Linked DNA regions of Mus musculus: region 1 is linked to region 2. The links are chromatin contacts, called in public HiCAR-type maps. All regions are on one chromosome and are shown on one strand. Each heading gives the region's core, a stretch centred on a gene start, on an enhancer-like site or on the middle of the called end of the contact. The rest is flanking DNA. Distances are from core to core; before and after follow the strand shown.

What was found. HiCAR-type assays count read pairs that join an accessible place to other places.
Region 1: a HiCAR-type map of astrocytes shows a contact between it and region 2, with 5 times the contacts expected there. The contact joins the promoter of Rfc3 here to the enhancer-like site in region 2. A contact is called at or near these places in 1 of 39 promoter capture datasets (embryonic stem cells) and 2 of 115 datasets of contacts at active chromatin or transcription factors (astrocytes and large pre-B cells).

The regions. Positions count from the first base shown.
Region 1 is chr5:151,649,496-151,656,355 of GRCm38.p6, reverse strand. It overlaps Rfc3 (replication factor C (activator 1) 3), which reads left to right and starts at 5,148. Exons shown (of 9, transcript NM_027009.2): 1 at 5,148-5,290; 2 at 6,347-6,484. The coding sequence starts at 5,204.
Region 2 is chr5:150,619,577-150,626,224 of GRCm38.p6, reverse strand. It overlaps a transcript of N4bp2l2 not described here. Among named protein-coding and RNA genes, the nearest start is that of N4bp2l1, 28 kb to the right of the region's middle. Within about 2 kb of position 5,339, at least 56 of the 459 cell types and tissues checked have an H3K27ac peak or open chromatin away from gene starts, as enhancers often do.

The sequences.
Region 1 (6,860 bases), core at 3,899-6,398, 1.0 Mb before region 2:
TCTTGTTTTTGGACCTCCTCCTGGTCGAAGAAGAAGGCCCAAAACAGGGCCTCTCTCAGAAGCTGTGTTGCTTTGGCAGTTCCCAGAAGCTGTCAGCTTCTGTGGTGCAGACTCTCACCTGTGCAGACTAAAATCCTAAGTTCCAGGGAGTCCTGGAACCAAGATGGTGACCGCTGCTCCTGAGGCCGAGGCCGTCTCCCGAGCCAGGCGGACACCTGTCCTCTGGTCCGGATGGTGGCCGGTTATCTGCGGCCCGCCCAGGCTGCTGCCTCAGCGGCTCTGTGCTTCCGCCCGTCCCAGAAGCTGTCCGGTTCTCTGGTGCACCCTCTAACCTGTTCAGACTAATTTCCTAGGTCCCGCGGAGTCCCGGAACCCAGATGGCGACCGCTGCTGCTGAGGCTGAGGTCGCCTCCCAAGCCAGGCGGACACCTGTCCTCTGGTCCGGATGGTGGCCGGTTGTCTGCGGCCCGCCCAGGCTGCTGCCTCAGCGGCTCTGTGCTTCTGCCCGTCCCAGAAGCTGTCAGGTTCTCTGGCGCACCCTCTAACCTGTTCAGACTAATTTCCTAAGTTCTGCTGAGTCCCGGAACCAAGATGGCGACTGCTGCTGCTGAGGCTGAGGCCGCCTCCCAAGCCAGGCGGACACCTGTCCTCTGGTCCGGATGGTGGCCGGTTATCTGCGGCCCGCCCAGGCTGCTGCCTCAGCGGCTCTGTGCTTCCGCCCGTCCCAGAAGCTGTCCGGTTCTCTGGTGCACCCTCTAACCTGTTCAGACTAATTTCCTAGGTCCCGCGGAGTCCCGGAACCCAGATGGCGACCGCTGCTGCTGAGGCTGAGGTCGCCTCCCAAGCCAGGCGGACACCTGTCCTCTGGTCCGGATGGTGGCCGGTTATCTGCGGCCCGCCCAGGCTGCTGCCTCAGCGGCTCTGTGCTTCCGCCCGTCCCAGAAGCTGTCCGGTTCTCTGGTGCACCCTCTAACCTGTTCAGACTAATTTCCTAGGTCCCGCGGAGTCCCGGAACCCAGATGGCGACCGCTGCTGCTGAGGCTGAGGTCGCCTCCCAAGCCAGGCGGACACCTGTCCTCTGGTCCGGATGGTGGCCGGTTGTCTGCGGCCCGCCCAGGCTGCTGCCTCAGCGGCTCTGTGCTTCTGCCCGTCCCAGAAGCTGTCAGGTTCTCTGGCGCACCCTCTAACCTGTTCAGACTAATTTCCTAAGTTCTGCTGAGTCCCGGAACCAAGATGGCGACTCGATGTAAGCAATCTAAAAAAAAGTATATCCAACAAACAAGAACTAAAGAAATTACGGGAAGTAATATTTCAGTCTGAAAAGAGAAATGCTATTAAAAAGAATGAATTTATGAAATTCCTAGGCAAATGGATGGACCTGGAGGGCATCATCCTGAGTGAGGTAACCCAATCACAAAAGAACTCACGTGATATGTACTCACTGATAAGTGGATATTAGCCCAGAAACTTAGAATACCCAAGATACAATTTGCAAAACACATGAAACTCAAGAAGGACGAAGACGAAAGTGTGGACACTTTGATCCTTCTTAGAATTGGGAACAAAACACCCATGGAAGGAGTTACAGAGACAAAGATTGGAGCTGAGATGAAAGGATGGACCATTTAGAGACTGCCCTATAAGGGGATCCATCCCATAATCAGCCTACAGCACATACATAGAATTGTAAACTCTAATTTCTTTTTTTAAAATATTTTTTATTATTACATATTTTCCTCAATTACATTTAGAATGCTATCCCAAAAGTCCCCCATACCCTCCCCCCAACTTCCCTACCCACCCATTCCCATTTTTTGGCCCTGGCATTCCCCTGTACTGGGGCATATAAAGTTTGCATGTCCAATGGGCCTCTCTTTCCAGTGATGGCTTACTAGGCCAACTTTTGATACATATGCAGCTAGAGTCAAGAGCTCCAGGGTACTGGTTAGTTCATAATGTTGTTGCACCTACAGGGTTGCAGATCTCTTTAGCTCCTTGGATACTTTCTCTAGCTCCTCCATTGGGGGCGCTGTGCTCCATCCAATAGCTGACTGTGAGCATCTACTTATGTGTTTGCTAGGCCCCGGCCTAGTCTCACAAGAGAGAGCTATATCAGGGTCCTTTCAGCAAAATCTTGCTAGTGTATGCAATGGTGTCATCGTTTGGAGGCTAATTATGGGATGGATCTCTGGATATGGCAGTTTCTAATTTCTATTTTAAGATAAATTCACACACACACACACACACACACACACATTAATACAACAAGACATTGAATGTGGGCACCATTAAATAAAGATCAAGATGGAATATGGATTACTACTGGTCTGTATTCACACTAGCTAAAGCTTTACCTACTAATGGAGAGGTTTGGCTATGAGAGCCAGGCCATTGTTGGACTCCATTGCTAGGGGGAGGACAAATCAGGAGACCAGTTCCAGGAGGAGCTTTTTAAGCTACTATTTGAGCACTTTTACCCATCTGGAAAAGGCATTTATAAAAACTAGGAAGGGCCTTCATCCTCCCCCAGGATGCCAATAAAAACTGACTTGCTTAAGTCAGTTTTCCTGTAGTTTGCTGGGGTGTTGGTCTCTCATTTGGACCCTTTCTGGGTAAGGTCTCTCTGTTTTGGATTCACTTGAGCACAACCCTGGCATCTGGCTGAGTCATCCCATGTAGCAGGGCTCGTCTAGGTATTACATAGCTTTGTCTGAGCAGCTCAGAAAGTTTTGTGAACCATAGATGAGCAGACCGGTAAGGGTTAACCACCAGAGTCCTGACCATTGTTTTCAGGGGGTGAGGGTGTGGGGGATGATCTTTCCCTTTGATGTCCTTTATCAGCCAGTGAGTTTGAGCTGTTCTTTTCTTCATTACCATGAAGTCTCTGGAAAGCACCAGGTCATGGTATATCATAAGAATATGAATAAGGCTCACTGGTCTTCAGGCCACTTGTCAGCCAGCTAGGCCAGCAGCCCAACAGTAGATGACAGTAAATTGTAGGGGAAGCCTAATAGTCTCTAGAACGGCCAAGATTATTTAATTTCCTTTCCACAGCAGTGAGAAGCCCTCTTTCAGTCACACTATGAAGATGTACAGAATTAAAAGCATAGTAGTTGTCTGTATATACAGTGGTTGACTTTCCTTTTTCCCATCTGAGAGCCTGGGTCAGACCAATCAGTTCTCCTTTTTGGAATGAGATATCTGACTTGGGCCCAAATATTTTCAGTTAAAGTAATTGTTGCAGCTCCTTTGCATCTAGTTTCATCTTTCATGGAAGAGTACCTGCAATGCAGGTGGTCATTAGGCAAGAGGTGATCAGATTTGATAACTATGAGTTTCTCACTTTGCACTCAAGTATGGTAAGGCCTGGTACTGGCTTACACAAACATTAGACAGCCAAGATCCTGGTGTGTCTTAGGGCTGCCATTACTGTGAAAAGACACCAAGACCAAGGCAACTCTTTTAAAGGATAACTGTTAATTAGGGCTGGCTTACAGGTTCAGAGGTTCATTCCATTATCATCATGGCAGGAAGCATGGCAATGTCCAGGCAGGCATGGGGCTGGAAGAGCTGGGTGTGCTATATCTTGTTCTGAAGACAAGCAGAAGACTGGCTTCCTGGTAGGTAGGAGGAGAGTCTCAAAGCCCACCCCCACAGTGATACACATCTTCCAACAAGGCCACACCCCCTAATAGTGCTACTCCTTCCCTGGGCCAAGCATATTAAAACTGCGTGGTGCTCCTCAGAGGAGGGCCTCAGTCTTGTAATGGAGTGCTGTTAGTACAAGATTTAGACCCAGATTTAGCTTGTGAGCTAGCTTACATAATCTAGCAGTAGCTATCACAGCTTAGACAGATGGACCATTTTGTGGCTACAGGGTCCAATCCTTTGGACAGGTACATCACAGGGTGTTTCCATGGTCCCAAAATTTGGATTAAAAGCCCTTCTGTCTTGTTTTATGGACAAACAGATGAAAAAGTTTTGAGACATCTGGAAGTTTTAGGGCTGGAGTCAATGCTAGAGCTGTTTCTAAAGCTTCAAATACCTTTTGTTCAACCTCAGTCCAGATTAAGGGCTCAGTGCCCTGCTTCGTGCTGGTGTGTAGTGAGAGGCCTTGCTCTGCTTACAAACTCTGGAATCCAGAGGCAGCACTACTCCATTGCCCCTAGGAACATACCTATATAGTAGTTTCTATAGTGATTCCAAATCTCATCAAGCTGATGACCAAGATTAACCATAGCAACAAGCTTTCAGGTGTCTGAAAGAAACTTCTGAAGCTACTGCAGGGAGCAGATCAGAGCTGTGTCTCTGGCCTTGGCCCTCTGGCTATGATTTGAGGACTCTATCCTTCCTTCCCAGCCACTTCCTCAGGTCTCACAAGTTGAAGAATTCCAAGTATGGTTATAAGTTAAAAAATACAGGGCAACCAATTAAAATCTAATTTCAGATAAAAATTAATTTCATTGCAAATATTGCCTGGGACACACACCGAAATGTTATTGGGGATCTAAATGTTATTGGGGGCATCTGTGTGTTGTATTTGTGAAAACAAGTAAACCTAGGTTTTTTTTTTTTCTATGTTCTCTTCACATTCTTTCAATCTTTTAGATTAAAAGAATATACCCTAGGATCCACCATGAACTACCTGTCTTTGGACGTTGTCTGTCATGCTTCTGGGTACTTTCGCTTCTGATTTCCTTTACTTTCTATTTCCTTTACTTTCCTAGTTCAGAACATATAGTTCACAGAGGCATGTAGGCAAATGCTCATTGAATATTGGAGTTTGTTTATTATTTTAAAGAAAAGCAGTTCTACTAATAAAGATAACAGATTATGTAGCACTAATTAGAATGAAGTTGTGAATCAGTGAATAAATGAAAGAATGAAATGGAGGGAATTTCCTTCCCTAAGAACTCAGATTGGACGAACCTGAATGTCAGAGATACATCTTTAATTCCTTCGAATGTTTTCTAAAATGTTACAGGGTGAGAACAAAGAGGCAGCCACTGCCCGGTAAATCCAGCGACTGTTGGTGCAGTGGTGGAAGTGGGAACTGCAGCGACTGCTCCACTCCCGGTTGAGATTGCCCAGTCTCCCTATCCGGAAGTCGCCGGGTGCCGGAAGTGACGTCGCACGCTTTCGCGCTCGCGGGAAAACTCTACTGTCTAAGCGGCGGGTCCGCTGGTGCGACTGTGGAGCGGTCATGAGCCTCTGGGTGGACAAGTACCGGCCGAGCTCCCTTGCCCGGCTGGACTATCATAAGGAACAGGCAGCACAGCTGCGCAACCTGGTGAGCCGCCCTGCTCAGCAGCTTCCTGCACAGCCCGGGGAAGGGAAGGGAAGGGAAGGGAAGGGAAGGGAAGGGAAGGGAAGGGAGGGAGGGAGGGAGGAGGCGGGCGCCCCGGTGCTAGCGAGGGGGTCAGAGTGACGCGTTCCTCAAAGTGCGGTGTGTTTGCTGCCGGGAACCTCAATGGCTTGGTGTGGGGACCAGAAGAAGGCCAGTGTAGTGGAGAATCAGGAGCAAGCAGCGGCGGTAGGGGGCGGGGATGGGGGTGTGCCCGGGCCTCGGTGTTACTGCAAATGCCTGATGGGCTCTCCCGCTACAGAGAGCTTAGGTGGGAAGCTGATAGAGGTGACTGTGCCCCGGACCCTGTTCTTAGTTACTGCGGAATCACAGCTAAGGCTTTTCTGAAAAGGAGAGATTATTTTAACGAGTGCCGCGATCGTTCATATGAGAGCTTTTGGAAGACTCGAGGGTGAAGTGGAAGATATGTTTTAGGTTTGGTTTTGGTTTTGGTTCGTGATGCATGCACTAATTTGAAATAGAATATTATGCTTCGTTAATACACGTGCCGGTTTTCCTTGCAAAAGCTTTAATGTTCAGTTTCCCGGTGGCAAGATCAAGACCCCATGTTAATAGTACTCTTTCGTTTGATGGCACTCTGTTACTGCTGTCTTTTCCATAGCATTGATCAACCTTGATCTAGTGTGAAGTTCTTCTGTCTCTTCCAAGTGAACTTACAAGGAAATCAGCGCACCTGCTTCTGAGCAAGAGGACCATTATGGGGAGCCCGGGCCAGACAAGCATCTGTCTTAGTTACAGAGATTGGGTTCGCCTTCTGTCATCCCTTAGTTTCAAACGGGCCCTTCAGATAGCTTACTTAGGGAGTGCCTACTTTTAAGCATTTAGTGCATGTAAATTAGATTAAATTAGTGTCCAGAGTTTGGTACATTTTCTGTTGGAGCTGGATGGTAAACAGAATATCTTGGAACTTTAAAAGTGGTTTGTTTAACTTAGTTCACCCAGTTTAACTAAGATATAATGTCTTGTTCTTTTTTTCCTTAGGTGCAGTGTGGAGACTTTCCTCACCTCTTAGTATATGGACCATCAGGTGCTGGAAAAAAGACAAGAATTATGTGTATTCTACGTGAACTTTATGGTATCGGGGTGGAAAAACTGAGAATTGAGCATCAGACTATCACAGTAAGCATCTTGGGTTGAAGCTTAGCAGATGTTTCTGGAGGGGACTTTTAATCCTGGTCATGTGTATATCTCTCCCCACCACTAGCCAGTGACTAGTGTGTGACTTAGGAAGTTGTGTGTCTGTGTGCTTGTGTGGGTGAAGGTGGCATGAGTAGAGTTACTGTTAGCTGCCAGTCCTCTTTCCCATTGTATTTAAGACAGAGATTTCCTTCCACTCTGCCAAGCCCAGCTGGCAGGCGGACCTGGGAGCTTCTGGGGATTCTCCTGTCTCTGCCGCCCACCTCTCTGAGGTCCCTGGTATTACAGACAGTTGCAATTGGACCAGCGCTACAGCTTTTATACGGAGTCATCAAACTTGCATGTGTCCACACCACAA
Region 2 (6,648 bases), core at 4,090-6,589:
TTTCACCTATGTTATTCAATAAAACTGCTATCCTATTTGAGGTTGGAAAGTTCATATGCCTAGCTGTTTATAATTTAGTATGATTATGAGAATAAAAATTACTTAGTATTTTATTGCTGTTTCTGTATATTGTGGGTTTGATTTACCAGTGAGTAGTGGGGTGATGGATAATAAGCCTGTTTCCGCCATAGTGATAGCATTTGTTTCATGGAATAGCCATAAAACAACCCATACAATTTTTTTTTTAAAGAAACAAAACAAGGTTTTGTTTTAAATCAAGCTTTGTATGGCATGCTCTTAAAAAAGGAACTATTAAAAAAAGAATATAAAGCTTAATGAAAATAGTAAGCCCTCTTCCTGTCTCTTGTTTGTCAGGGAGGACCACCCCTCCTCCTGTAGAGTACATAATGTTCTGTGTGATGTTCATGTACCCATGTGAAATTGCTAGTTAATTGCAGCCTGGGCTCCTATGAATGAGTCATTCAAGATAAGAACATCAGATCGAGCAGACGCAGACTCTGTTCTATAAACAGCCACGGAAGTGACAGAGTCGTCATAGACAGTAGACAGGTGAGCAATCGTGTACAGGAGGGGCAAGAGGGACCCATGCGGTTCTAGGACAGAATCCCGTCAGCCTGTTGACTTTTTTTTTTTTTTGAGTTTTTTTTTTTTTAAGATTTATTTATTTTTATTATATGTAAGTACACTGTAGCTGTCCTCAGACACTCCAGAAGAGGAAGTCAGATCTCATTACGGATGGCTGGTTGCTGGGATTCGAACTCCGGACCTTCGGAAGAACAGTCGGGTGCTCTTACCCACTGAGCCATCTCACCAGCCTGCCTGTTGACTTTTAAATTAGCTCTGCTCTGACCTTTTCATAATGTGCCAGTGCTCCCGTCTCACTTCTTAGGATCTCATACTCAGAAAAACATATTCAGAAACAGTTCATAGAAACATGGTTCTGTTTGTTCAAGTGTGGAATACACATTTGTAACTCTCGTATTAGGGAGATGGAATTAATAGGATCATAAGTTGGTGACCAACTTAAGCTGCATAGGGAGACTTTGTCTGAAAAAAAATCATATTAGTAGGCAAGATACATAGCATTCAGCAGAGAAAGGCAATCAAGAGAGGATAGATGGTCAGCTTTATTAATCATTAAGATTAAGACCTTACAAGCAAGATGTAAGTCAGTTCCTGTAGTATAGAATTGATACAGAACTCTCTAGGTGTGTTTGTGTGTGCACTGAGATGTGTAGCTTTGTGAATTAAATCCAGGTTTAAGCATGCTAATAGCATGCTCTACTACTGAGCTACATATCCAGCACACCAAGAAATGTGTATTCAGTGTTATAAATTCATCCATTTTGGAAGCTAGGTAGACTTGCTGAAGACACAGTTCATAATGGATCCCCAGATCTGAAGCCATGAAGTTTAACACCAAATGCCGTTCTAGGAAATCCTAGGCTGAGAAAATACTGGAAGAGGGCATAAGAGACAGTCTGGGGTCAGGAACCAAAATGGAACTGAATAAGATGGGTGGATAAAGAAAGACAGTCTTGCTGTGAGTGGACTGGCGCTTTTCCGGGCTTGCTTTATTTGGCCGAACATTGTACTTTTCTTTTTTAAAGAATTATTTATTTATTTTATGTATATGAGCACACTGTAGCTCTCTTCATGCACACCAGAAGAGGGCATCAGATCCCATTACAGATGGTTGTGAGCCGCCATGTGGATGCTGGGACTTGAACTGGAAGAGCAGTCAGTACTCTTAACTTCTGAGCCACCACTCCAGCCCCTACACTGTAGTTTTATGATAAGGGGTTAATTGCTGCATTTAAAAACTATTCTTTTAATTATGTGCCTATATGGGTGTCTGTGAGGATTTGCACACATGCATGAAAATTCCTGCCGGGTTTGGAAATGTCGGAGGTCTCTGGTGCTAGACTTGGAGGTAGTTGTGACCTGGCCAATTTTGGTGCTAAGAATTGAACTTGGATCTGCTGGTAGAGCAAAGCTATTTATTGAGCTCTCTCTAGGCCCACTTTTCCTTCCTTCCTTCCTTCCTTCCTTCCTTCCTTCCTTCCTTCCTTCCTCTTCCTCCTCCTCCTTCTTTTCCTCCTTTCCCTCTTCTTCCTTTCTTCCTTCCTTCTCCTCCTCTTCTTCCTCCTCCTCCTTCCCCATTTTTGACACTTTCTCATATAGTCCAGGCTGGTTCCTTAGTCACTATATAGCTGAGAATAACCATGACCTCCTGATCTTCCTGCCTCCCCCTCTGAGTATTTACATGTATGCACCATGACACCCAGCCTGGGAGGGATAATTTTCTAGGTTGGACTAGAACCTCCCTTCACTGTCTTGATTGCCCTTGAAAGACATGGGCTTGGTAAGAAGAGAGCAGAGGGAAATTCTCTCCATTTATTCTTACTCTAGTTGTGAAAGTTCAGCAGAGGCATAAAGATTGAATCCATAGGCCAAAACCAGGGAAAAGCATGGTAAGTATACACTGAGTTCAGACTGGGGAAATGGCCCAGGGCCCATGAAAAAGTAGCCTAGTTACTGAAAATGTGGAAAGTATGGAAAAGAAGAAAGCCTTTGTGTTTTGTTGCTGTTTCTGTTTTGTAATCCAGACTCCTTAGAACTTACTGAATAGCCCACAGTAGCCTTGCACCTGAGATCTTCCTGAGTGCTGAGGTTACAGGCATGGGCCACCATGCACAACTCAGAATGCTTTTTCCTAAGAGTACTTGCTGTGGAAGAGGAATGGGTGGAAGCTAAAATTTGAGGACAGGAAAAAAGTCTTTCTGGTTGGCGCCTGTAGTGAAAAGAGGCAGTAAACGTTTGTTGTGTAAATAAATGCGTAACAGTGAAATTACGTTTTCACTGTTTAATGGAAGATAATTAACAGATAGAGGGAAAAGTGCAGTGTCAGCTTCAGGAATTTCCACAGGAATTAATGACTAAGTCATCTACAAGTGGGATTTAGCAACTAGACAAGAATATAGAAAAGGTATAGGCAGTGGCAGCTGACTCACCAAACTCAGTGGCAGGAGATCAGTCTGGTCATGCTATAGAAGTTCTTGAGCACTTACAGTATCAGCATTGTTCTGTGTGGTAGAGATCTAGCAGAGGCAAAACAAATGGCCTTTGCCTTTCCCCAGTGAGATTGGAGAAGCAGCCCCTGCTGTAGACAGGGCACATGGCCCACCAGGAAGGGTGGTGAAGTCGAGTGAATGTGAGCACAAAGGCAAGGCTCAAGGGAATGGCTGGCTGCCAACATCTAAACAGAAACCTGAGAGCAAAGGTGCAGAGAGCAGTGAAGGACCATTTTAGGCAGAATCTTTCACTCAGGGTCTTGATGAGCTGAGACTGCAGTCAAAGAAAAGCAAAGAAACCAGTTAGCTTGGACTCAAGTCAGTAGGGCAGAATAAAGAAGCAGGTCAAGAAACAAGAAATGAGATAATCTGAGGTCTCAAAAATTGAAGGACTATGGACTTTACCACACTTGAGAAGGGATGCCACTGAGTTCTGAGCAAAGGGATAGTGTCAGTAACCCATGTTTTAAGACATAATCCAGCCCAACTGCCATTTTAGGAATGACTTTAGTGACACAAGAATGGCAACAGGATGGTATAACTTGCAGTAACCCATATAAGAGATAACTGTGACTTAAGTCAAGAGGACTAGGGAGATGGTTCAGCAGGTAAGAACTCTATCGCTGCACAAATGTGAGGTACTGAGTTTAAATCCTTAGAGCCCATGTAAAAAGCCAGATGTGGTCGTGTGCATTGGTAACCATGGTGGCTGTAGGGGTTGGTGATCAAAGAATCACTTGGGCTTGCTGCCTGCTGCAGGCTCAGTGAGAGACCCTGTCTCAAGGTAGAGAGAAAGAGAGAATGTAGGACACCAGTGTCCGCCACTGAATTCCTGCACAGCACACACATGTATACAAACAACATTTAAAAACAGTTATAATGAAATTAAGAGTGGATGTGTGGATGTGTGAGAAGTGGTTGACTAGAGGAGACAGATGATTGAATTAGACAAGTAATAGGCTGAGAAGGTGAGTGGGGAGTTATTGTAGGTTAGGTGTTCAGCAGGAGAGCACATTTGGGAAGGGAAAGATAGTCTGGGACATGATAAGCTTGAGCTACATTCTAGACATCCAGGCAGGTGCTGAATGTGTTCATAATCCAGAGAAGTCTGAGCTGGAAATACAAATGTGGGTAAGTGAGGGGAAGACAGGAGCATATTTGGCACATAAGGTAGGAGGCTTCTGTGAGTCTCAGCCTCTTCTGCTTCAGTAGAACTGACGAAAGAGGCTCTCTTCCCAAAACTTGGGAGTTCCCCTTACAGGTTCTATTTGTCACCCATTTGAAGAACTGCCAATCACGGTGTTTGAAAGCCGTGTTCTAGAGAAGTGATCAGAGTAGACCACCAGGAACCAGAAAAGAGGAACCACTGAAGAAGTCCTTGAAACTTTAGCAGCAGTGAGTCATGCTCACCTGTTTTAAACAGATACTACTCAGTCTAGTTAAGAGTAGATTTTGAAAATTTCCCAAGGTAGCAGTGGAGCTCAGTCAGTAGAGGGCTTGCCTGTTTATGTGCAACATCCAAGGTCAATACCAGCTCTCCACAAAACTCAGTGTGCTACATAACTGTAATCCCAGCACTTGGAATACGAAGGCTGGAGGATCAGAAGTTCACAGTTATCCTTGACCAAATAGCAAATTTGAGGCCAGTCTGAATTACCTGAAACTTTGTCTTTAAAAAAAAAAAAAAATCCACCCATATGCTAAAAGTGAAAAAAATTAAAAAACAGGTCAATACACCAAACTATACAATAATACTTTATCCAATACACCTGCAATTACTGTCAAAATCTATGAAGATTTTTTTTAAACAGTGCAATCACAACTTCTTTATCTTGTAAACAGTAGCAAAAGTCTTCCTGTGTTAACATCTGTAAGGTAACAATTTACGTTGCCCTGTAACAGCAGAAACAGTGCCTCTGGATATCTTACCAACTGGGAGGTTAAACACATTATATTGTTGTAAGGCTGAGGCACCTATTGGCATTGGTTTGGTAACTGCCTAAGACAAATGCAGGGAGGGGGTTACCCTAGTGAGTAAACATTTCTGACCATGTTAGTAGTGCAGTTTGCTGTTTCTCTGCGTTGGGGACTCCTGCTTCTCAGAGACAAACAAGGAAAAGGCTTGGGAACCTGATGTCCTGAGAAGTGGGTAAAGCCATTTCCAAAGTAAGGTTCATGTCTTCTACAATAGAGAGGGGAACAGAAACCGAGGAGAAACATCTGTTGGTGCTTTCTAGCAGAAGAAAGTAGGAACCACATCCAGAGAATGGCGCTCTTTTGATCGTGGTTAGGTGTAGCTTACTTCAGCTACTGCACACTTAATTGAGTTGACTATTTGTCTTAATTTTGGTGATCATAAATATCTCAAGGTACTGGGGTGAGACATCTGTCAGGGTGGCTTCTGTCACCTGGTGTCCCAGATCCTGTGACAGAATCACCTCTTAGTCTTCAACTCTCCAACATCCAGGCTAGGAGAAACTAAACGTGGCAGGACATGGTACACGCCTGTCAGCTGGCACACGGGAAGCAGAAGCAGAAGAGGACAAGTTACGCAGTGAGTTCAAGGCCAGGCTGGCACGTTAGTAAGACCCTGTCTCAAAAAAGCAAATCAAACAAGGAAAGGCGCTCTCGTAGTAACAGAGGAGAGGGCTTGCCTAGATTGTGCTAGGACCTGAATTGATTGCTTACTACCAGAAAAAGAAAACAACAATAACAACAAAACCTAAACATTTCTCTCTGAATTTATGTGACAGTTGAGTCATTAGTCTTTTTCCAGTCGCTGCCCAGTCATAACTTTTGCATCACACTACACCAGGGCAGTGAGAGAATAAAGAAGACACACAGACAGGCAGACCGATGAACAGAAAGCTGGGATCAGGTCGTCCAGACTCGTGGCTAGAAAAAGCACAGCACTTAACTCGGTGTGTTTATTGTAGTGTTGAGCAGACATCCAGAGTTAGTGCATACAGTTGGGCAAAGATGGAGGTGTATTACATACAGCTGAGCGAGGAGACAGGTTTATCTAATTTGGCAGGGGATGTCTGTAGAGAAGCAGTCTTTAGACAGTAAACATCCAGGGGAAGAAAGCTATTATAGACTTTTTTCTGCACACTGTCAACAATCCCATTTGGGCCCCAGTGAAGGCTTTGCCATCCTCTAAGCCTCACCCCAGGGGAGTGGCTATGGCATTCCTTCCTGGGTTGTGGCTTTGGGACCTTTGGCAGATCTAGTTCATGTCAACACACACATTGGCTTAGGGCTTCAGTCAGGGCTTTCTCCGCTTCCTACAGGATGGAGAGAATACATCTTGTTTTCTCCCCCCTCCTTTTTTTTTAATAGATTACTGATACTAAACATCATTATTGATTTCTCTTTGGTAGTATGTGACAGGCTACAAAACTGGACTGTTAGCTAAATGTATAGGGAGGGCTTCTCTTTCAGCTGTCAAGGAAGTCCTCAGAGGTAAATCCACTTACTCCTGAAGACAATGGAAGGGTGAGGACTTCGTGCCTCCAGGACTCCGGTCTTTCAGTCATTCTTTCCCATACCTGAA